Linked DNA regions of Gossypium hirsutum: all the other regions are linked to region 1. Evidence: chromatin contacts called from public Hi-C data. All regions are on one chromosome and are shown on one strand. Each heading gives the region's core, a stretch centred on a gene start, on an enhancer-like site or on the middle of the called end of the contact. The rest is flanking DNA. Distances are from core to core; before and after follow the strand shown. Region 1 holds the start of LOC107947875 (NPL4-like protein 1). Region 2 holds the start of LOC107947819. Region 3 has its middle 74 kb from the start of LOC107947819.

Region 1 (2,951 bases), core at 274-2,773:
ACTACTTACATCCAGCATTATTTGCCTTAGCTGAATCATTAACAACCCTTAGCACCCATGACAAATTGAGCAAGCAATTCAACAGCTAAAATTATAGTGAAAATGCAAACTTCACATGCAGCATTCACACCTTGGAGATCAATAGGTTAATCATAAACACAAGTATTAACCATAAAAAGCAACTAATTCAACAACATGAATTGGTTAATATCAGTTAATGAATAAAGAATTATCACCTGATGGTCGATAATCTTAACCACCACCAAGAAGAAATCATTATCAACCTCCTTAACATCCTTCCCACCTACGACGACTTCTTTCTTCATCTTGGAAAGCTTTGGATCATCGTCTTCCCCGAACTCGGTCACGAACCATCCTTCCTTAAATAACTTAACACACATATCACTCATTTGGAAAGCTTCAAAATGTACATCGGCATCCCCATCTTCAGTGGCTTCCAGCTTCACCACAACAGTCACCCACTCCTTCAGCCTACTCTCAGCGTGAAGCTCAGCCGCCTGTAGAACCTCCTTGTTGGAAAAGTTATAGTCCTTTTTGTCCTGCATTATCGTCTGGGTAAAAATAAACCCTACCCTCTTCCTACCTAAACCAGCAGCAATGGCATCAACCAATTTCTCTTCTTCGGGATCCCTCAAGAGAATCAAATCATCTTCCATCCCTTGCTGAGGCGGCTCGTAAATGAAATCGACTTCCACCCTACCTTCTTCGGAGACGGTGCCGTACATAAAGCCGCCGCGTTTCACGGCGAACACCAGCGTTTCGTTGACGTACCGCTGGAAAGCATTGGCGGAATCGCGGTCGAAGGAAACCGAATCGCAGTGAGGCGATTCCTGGCGGGTGATCCGTGTCTGCTTAGCGATGAGGTCGTCCATCGTCATCTTACGCCCGAAGGATCCGGCGGGACAGACGGGGGGTCCGCCGCGGACGGTGCGTTCACCCTGGTAGTAGAGGAAAACGACGGAGCCGTGGGAGAGGTTCAAGGAGGAGAGGGGACGGGAGGGGTCGGACATGTCGGTGAAACGGAGAAGATCGGCGGGGGTTTTAGCCAAGAGAAGATTGCGATCGGTGGAAAGGGTTTGGTTATGAATGGGGATTTGGAATTGGGATTCGATTAAGGCTTTCAATTGGGAGATTGAAACATGAGGACCGCCGACCTGGACACGTTCCAGGCCGTCTCGGCTGCGGATTCTGAGCAACATCTTGGGGTGGAGACGGCGGCGTTTATGAATGCTGGAAATCTTGATTAGAATTGAAAGTTTTAGGAAGATTTAGTTACTTTTTATAATGGAGAAGAAAAGAGTCAGTGTTGGAGAGAACAAGTTCTTGGAGTGGCAGAGTTGAGTTGGAACTTGGAGGAAAAGCTAACAAGTACTTGGATCGCTTGCCGTGGGAGACCACGACTAGGACACGAAAGAGATATATTTACTCCAGGATTAACTTTCTTTTTAGTCCTCCTTTCAACCTCTACAAATTATTTACTGTTGCAACACTAAAACGTCAACGTTCTCAACTCAACAATGAACTCCTAATAATTTGAGCTCGAAAAAGTTTAAGCCCATTATACATTTAAACTCAAAAAAATTTGAACGCTCAAACCTAAAATAAATTTGAACCAAAACTTGAAAAAGCTAGAATTTATAATTGTAAGACGATAATAAATATTAATAATTAATATAATTATATAAAAATTATTTATTTTATAAAAATATAATCCTAAGCATTACATATTTATATTAAAATTTTATTAATAAAAAAATAATTAATAATATATAATATATAATAATTAAAAGATTTTGTATTACTATTATGCTATGTGATATAGTATTACTTAATGTAATAATATATATTAAAACTATTAATACATATATTTAACTATTAATTGGTCATTGTATCAAAAAGCAACTATTAATTGGTCTAAAATCAAAATCAAAGTTATTAATTGATTTGCTTGAATTGATTCAATCTGATCGGTTAAATCAATTTTAAAAGCTAACTATAATAGATGATATACTATTTACATAATATATATATATAACTATTACTAAAACTATTATGTTATGTTTGGTTGAAGTATTATTGCATCCACATATTTTAGTTATTGGTTAGCTAAAAATTTAATCACAATTGATAATTTTTAGCCACTCATATGACTTGTTTGTGCCAAACAAAAAAGAAAACTTTTCACTTATTTTAAAGAGGTTTTATTTTCTACAATGAGTTTTTACTCATCTTTCTAATTGCATGTTTAAATTCGTAATAATTATTCTTTCTTTTATGTCTAACTACTTTAGAACATATGTGTTAAATAAGCTTTTTTTCGTGTTATTACACTAGTAACCAAAAGTAGCATTAATATATATAATTCTCCAGACAATTAATATTTTAGCAATTTGGCCATTAAATTTATCAATATAGTTGCATTTATCATGAATATAAAGTTTCAAATAAATTTTAAATATTTATAATATAGATAGAAAAATACTATCTTTATTAATACATATATTCAACAATTGGTATAATGATTACATTTTATTAATTATCAATAATACAATTACAATGGATTATAGTATGATAATATAGCGTAAGTATCAATAATTATGTGTAATTTAGTATATAACACATGTCTAAAATTAATAATACACAAAATATTATCAAAATTTGAATATCTTAAAAAATTATTTTTATTACAAGAGTGATTCCAAAGCCTAAAAACAAAAATCAGAGGATCAATCAACAACTTAAACAAAACAATTCACATAAGAACAACAATCAACCCAACATGTCAAAAGCTTCAATGCAAACCCCCATAGAAAACTAACACTTACTAACGAATCAAAAACAATTACTTGAACTTAGACTACTAGAGGAACATTTCTCCCAAGACCTTTGCCTAACAAACCCCCCCAATCACACAACTAATGGAAATTTAG
Region 2 (2,951 bases), core at 233-2,732, 700 kb before region 1:
TATTATAATATTTAATTTTTATACTCTCATTTCTAATATAATTTGGTTCATATATTTTTATAATATTATTAATTAGTGTTAATAATTAATATAATTAATTTTTTAATTAAAATATTACGTAGTCATATATAATTTGAATGCCTAAAAGTAATATTATAAGACAATATTTAAATTTCAAATTTAGCACCTAAACTATGTTAAAACTTGAGATTTAATCTATATACTTTAATTTGTGACATAAATTTATCTCTCTATTTTTATATTGTTTTTAGTTAGCCTAAATTGTTAATATTCTTAACTATTTCAATCAAAATGTTAATGTCAATTTTTCTTAATAACACTATTCCAATAGAAAAATATATATTTTATCATCACAAATTAGAATGGACGTTTTTAAGAATAAAAATCCTAAATTGTATTTTCAACGTTATTTTTATTTTTACATGATTACCAAGTGCATATTTTCTTTAATTTCAAAATGTCACAACTAGACCGAGATTTTTAAATCCGAAAATTAGATAGATTAAATTCTTAAAAATAATAGTAGGAGACTAAAATCCAAATGTACAAAGTGTGTAACGATTTAAAGCATAGTTTAACTTTATTATTTTTCCTTTAATTTAAATTTGACACAATCAAATAATCAACCTTACAGGGAGCGTGGGTTGAAACTAGAGTTGTTTATGGGTCGAGTTGGATTGAGTTCGGGATGGGCCCTAACCAAATTTTAGGCTTGATTGATAGGCACGGGTTTGGCCTGAAAAATGGGCCTAAATTTTTGCCCAAGTTTAGCCTGAATAAAAATGCTAAAACTCAGGCCCAGCCCGACCTGTCCATATTAATTTTTTTTATTTTTTATTTTTTATATAAAAAATATAATACACTAAATATACGAAAAATATTAAAATATCCCAACAAATTGAAAATAAATTAAAAAATCTTTATACTTAAATAACACTAAAATAAGTGTAACTTAACAAACAAATTCCTTTAAAATAGTAGGAAAATAAACAATAAAACAAGTGTTATACAATATCTAAACATTAACAATAAAATAATACCAACATAATAGTAAAAAAATAGTAAAATTATGGTAAAAAGTGAGAAAACAACAGCAAAACACCAATTCAAAACTGAGTCAAAAATACCTTACTTAAGGATTAACCCATGTTTTAAATAAACTTTACTTTTTGCCCAAATCTATTTTTCGATCTTATAATTTTATTTAAACCCCTATATTTTTCGGAGGGAACCCAATCCGACCGTGGACAGCTGCAACCATATTAGATTAAAAAGTATGACGCATTGATTTAATTTAATTAATTTTACCCCTGACAAAGTGTAGTTATGGATTCAGTCAAAGTGGCATGATTCTATATAGGAACACTGAATTGGGCAGATGATTTGCCTCCATAAGTTTAAATATTATATGATTAAATAAAATTATAAAGTTGTCAGTATAATCCAAAATGACAAAATTATGAAGGTCAGCTGCGAAATGTTTAGGTTCTATTCAACCAAAAAATAAAAAAAGAAACTTATGTTTCTACAAATCTTACTGAATCACACACCTAAAAGAAAAAGAAATAAAGATAAATATATATTGAATTGCTTGGTGTAGTTCCAATTCGGGGGTAGTTTGCAACCTGGCAATAATGTAATCCATCACATTTACTTCTCCACAGCTACACACTCCTCCTTTTTGCTCTTCATAAATCTTCTTCATGTCTCATTTTTCTTTTAAAATCCTTTCTTTCTGGGTATTTTCTGATCTTTCACCCTTTCTCCTACAAATCCAACATGTTCTTCCTCAGCAGAATCTAAAAGTGCATGCAGAAGAAAACTAATTTTAGCTTTCTTGAACGGAATGACAGACTCCAACAAAGTTTCACAGATGGTTTGGGATCAGGTTCAGTCGAGAAGTTCTTCAGGCAACCACCCACTTGTTTCTGGACACCCGAACCGACCTATTCCTAAGCTCATGGTCTGCTCCATCCTCTTCGTCTCGCTTACTTACCTTCTCTACACTCTCAAGCTCTTAACAACCTCTGCTCAACAAACCTTCAACCATACCCCATTTACTTCCTATCTTCGTCGCTCTACAAGCTTCACATCTGCACCCTTGATTCTCAATCAGACGGCTGTGACAGCTCCACCCCATCACGGCGGTCGTGATGTCCGAGAAAAACAAAAGGTAGTAATGCAAATGGAACAAGCTCCACCGAAGCCAAAGCCGACGGAAATTCACGACGTGGTCTTTGGAATCGCGGCTTCTTCCAAGCTATGGCAGCAGAGAAAAGAGTACATCAAGATTTGGTACAAGCCAAACCAAATGCGTGGTGTGGTTTGGCTGGACGATCGCGTCAAATACTCTGCCCAAGACAACCGAACCCTTCCACCGTTTCGAGTCTCCAGCGACACTTCCAAGTTCCCTTACACCAATCGGAAGGGTCACCGTTCCGCGATTCGGATCTCGAGGATCGTGACGGAGACTTTGAGGATGAAGATGGATAACGTCCGGTGGTTCGTGATGGGCGACGATGACACCGTTTTCATCACCGCTAATCTGGTCAGGATTTTGAGGAAATATGATCATACTCAGTATTATTACATCGGAAGCTTGTCGGAATCTCATATTCAGAACATTTTTTTCTCCTACGGCATGGCTTACGGCGGCGGAGGCTTTGCCATTAGCTACCCATTGGCCAAAGCCTTGGCAAAGATGCAAGACCGGTGTATCCAGAGGTACCCCAGCTTGTACGGCTCGGATGATCGAATGCAGGCTTGTATGGCTGAACTCGGTGTCCCACTCACCAAGGAACTCGGTTTCCACCAGGTCGGTGACTCAGTTTTATCACTTTTTTTTTTTGACTTGGTAAAGTGCATTGTTATGGGTTGTCCAGCTTTTTCTGATATAAGTTCAATACTTAAATGTTTATATCTAATTATGT
Region 3 (2,951 bases), core at 149-2,648, 620 kb before region 1:
AGCAAGAATTGTCACGGCGTCGGCATTTATGGGAAGGACCCAAGTCAATAAATTAGTTCAAGAAACAAAATAGGGAGATCCCCATTTCAATCAACACCCAGTAAAATAAAATTTCATGACTTCTTTATTTAAAAAAGAAAGTTGTGGAGAAAAAGTAACGATCTTTGAGGATCAAAAGTTGAAAGTGAAATGCACATGTCATACCTCTTCCAGCATTGAAAGCAGCTTGGTTTTTCTTTTCTGCAACTCCATGAAGTTAAGGGAATAAAGGGGTTGCTTCCTTGAAGAACTGGCTCCATTGTCATTATCACACTGTTTGGTCTTATGGATCTGTTTTTCCTCTGATGCATCAACTTGCGTTGTTCCGAGGCTGCAAAACTCATTCAAAAGTTCCTGAGTTGGGACCAAGTACTTTGAACTCGCCACTTGGAGCTGCCCCTGATGATGTAAATTCGCAGCTTCTTCCAGAAATTCGCTTTGGATGGTTTGTTGTTGTTGCTGTTGGATATTTGGAGCCTTTTCGAAGAAACCATCTCCAGCATTTGAACCAAACCTCATATCATGTTGCTGATCATGAGTGCTGTGACTGGTGGTTTGTCTGAGTTCGAAAGACTGTAGGCCGATAGTCGAAGGATTATTTGATGAAAGAGAGTGAAAGACCCTGACTTGGCCTCTCGTTTTCTTCACAAGGAAAAACACATCTATAAGAAGAATCATCAACAAGCAACCTGTTCTCTTGCCAAGGACCTGTCTCCGCTCCCACTATTAGATTCCCAGTACTAGTCTCAGTTTCAGATATCCCAGCTGTGAACTCAGGTTTGTGGAATTCATGTTGATAGAAATCGCTTGTTGACTCATTGATTGTATTGGATGAAGGATCAGGGTTGCTTCCATGTTTGTTCAAGGACCGTTTCCACACCACCGTGTAGCTGTCACCTTGTTGCGGTAGATTCTTTGAAACCCCTATCATCTCCATGCCTGTTGCCAAGTACTTGAAGATATCTGGGTCTGGGTTGGATTCAAAGCCTTGGATCTGACTCACCGGATGGGAGCTACCAGATGAAACATCTGAGTAACAAAACCCAGTTGATGAGACAATATTCCTTGGTTTATCTTCACAGAGCTCCCTAACCATGTAACCCAAAGTTTTTTTTTTTTTTGTTCTTTTGATCTTCCTTTCTTTTATGCTTCTCGCCCACTTGCTTCTAAGATACTGGTAAAAAAGTTTATGCTGATTCTGCAATTACAATTCCATCAAGATTCAATCCACGAAGGATTAAAACAAAGATAGACTTTTGTTAACGAAGTTTGTAATAGCAGATCAGATATAGAGGTGGGATGATGACCCTTGTATGTAGCCGTGATCATAGTTTCTCATATATGCCTTTTCTTCTCTATATCCCCTCTAGCTCAAGTGGGTCAATGCATTAAAGATGTGAAAAAAGCCAAAATAGGCATCCTACCCTAGTTAAAAAAAAAAAAAATCCTCCATCCATCCACCTCAATTATTTCACAACGAACAATAAAATAAACTTGGAATCAAGGAATAAATTAATGAACTAGTAAAATAATATTGATTAGAAAGATAATATTCTGCTTTCCAAATTACTAAAGCAGGTACACATAAAAGTAATCCCTAGAATTTCGCTATCAAAACTACCAGCCGCCACATTTAATTTTTCTTAAATAATTTTTTAAGCTTAATTAATGATTTAGTCCTCTATATTTTTTTTGCCATATTGTCACTAAAGTATCATTCCCATAAAATTTTAGTCCAGTTATTTAACAAACCTTTAAAAAAAAAGTGTTAGAAAATTAATTTAGCCAATGAAAACATTTTGTTTTTTACAAAATATATAACTTTAAAAATAAAAAAAATAAGATATGTAATCTAAAAACACACGTAAAAATTATAGAATATAAAAATAAAAAAATTCAAAAATATAGCTTTAACTTTATTGGTATTGTTATAATTGCAACAACAAAGAATACATGAGTTTGTGCGCAGTTAAGTGCATTTTCCCACCAAATTAAGGGTTGAGAAAGTTTACGAATAGAAGTAAGAATTACATTAAAAAATATAATAATTTATGTAAAAGAAATATACAAAAATCCATAAAATATAAAATAACCTAAAAATATATAACAATTTTAAAAAAATTCAAATATATATATGTACTTTTTAACAAAAAAATATAAAATATAAAAATCCACAAAAATCCATGAAAATATATTATAAATCTAATATGAATTTTTAAAATATAAAAAAGGAAAGAAATATATAAAATCCAAAAATATAACTTTAGCTTTGTTGGGACATTTGCTATTGCAACAATGAAAAGGACACGATTTTTAGTGTATTTAAACACGTTTTTCTTGCAATTTAAGGGTTGGAAGGATTATACATAGAAGTAGGTATTGTATTTTATATATATATATAAGGAAAATATAAAAATCCCAAAATATATAACAATTAAAAAATTATCAAAAATATTATTTTTAACAAAATTGTAAAAATAAAAAATATATAAAAATCCATAAAAATATATTTAGAAAACTAATATATATTTTAAAAGTTATAGAAAGTGAACAGAATATATAAAATCTAAAAATATAACTTTAGCTTTGTTGGTACAGTTGTTATTGTAACAACGAGGTGGACGTGAATTCAAGCACAGTTAAATATGTTTTTCTTTCAATTTAAGGGTTGAAAAAATTTATGGGTAGAAGTAAGCATTGTATCAATATATTTTTCAGAATTTATAAAAAATGAAAGAACATCCATCTGAACCACGAGGAGAATATAGTGATGACTATAAATGTGTGGTCCAATGTTTTTATTTGTCCATATAATATTTAATCAATTTCTCTATTACCTATCACTCTTTTTATTACCCATGAGATGGGACTAGAGGTGTAAATAAGATATTGGTGCTCGCAAGTTATTTGAG

What was found. A called contact is a pair of places that touch in the nucleus more often than the background predicts.
Region 2: a Hi-C map of leaf shows a contact between it and region 1, with 2.3 times the contacts expected there. The contact joins the promoter of LOC107947819 here to the promoter of LOC107947875 in region 1. A contact is called at or near these places in 4 of 34 Hi-C or Micro-C datasets (leaf and petal).
Region 3: a contact with region 1 is called in a Hi-C map of leaf, with 1.9 times the contacts expected there. The contact joins the enhancer-like site here to the promoter of LOC107947875 in region 1. A contact is called at or near these places in 4 of 34 Hi-C or Micro-C datasets (callus, hypocotyl and leaf).

What each region holds. Positions count from the first base shown.
Region 1 is chrA08:92,854,227-92,857,177 of Gossypium_hirsutum_v2.1, forward strand. It overlaps LOC107947875 (NPL4-like protein 1), which reads right to left and starts at 1,524. Exons shown (of 2, transcript XM_016882384.2): 1 at 237-1,524. The coding sequence starts at 1,220.
Region 2 is chrA08:92,156,534-92,159,484 of Gossypium_hirsutum_v2.1, forward strand. LOC107947819 reads left to right here and starts at 1,483. Exons shown (of 3, transcript XM_016882338.2): 1 at 1,483-2,836. The coding sequence starts at 1,868.
Region 3 is chrA08:92,230,338-92,233,288 of Gossypium_hirsutum_v2.1, forward strand. It overlaps the pseudogene LOC107947826. Among protein-coding and RNA genes, the nearest start is that of LOC107947819, 74 kb to the left of the region's middle. Within about 2 kb of position 1,399, at least 7 of the 9 cell types and tissues checked have an H3K27ac peak or open chromatin away from gene starts, as enhancers often do. A contact at or near this core is called in leaf, where this site is marked.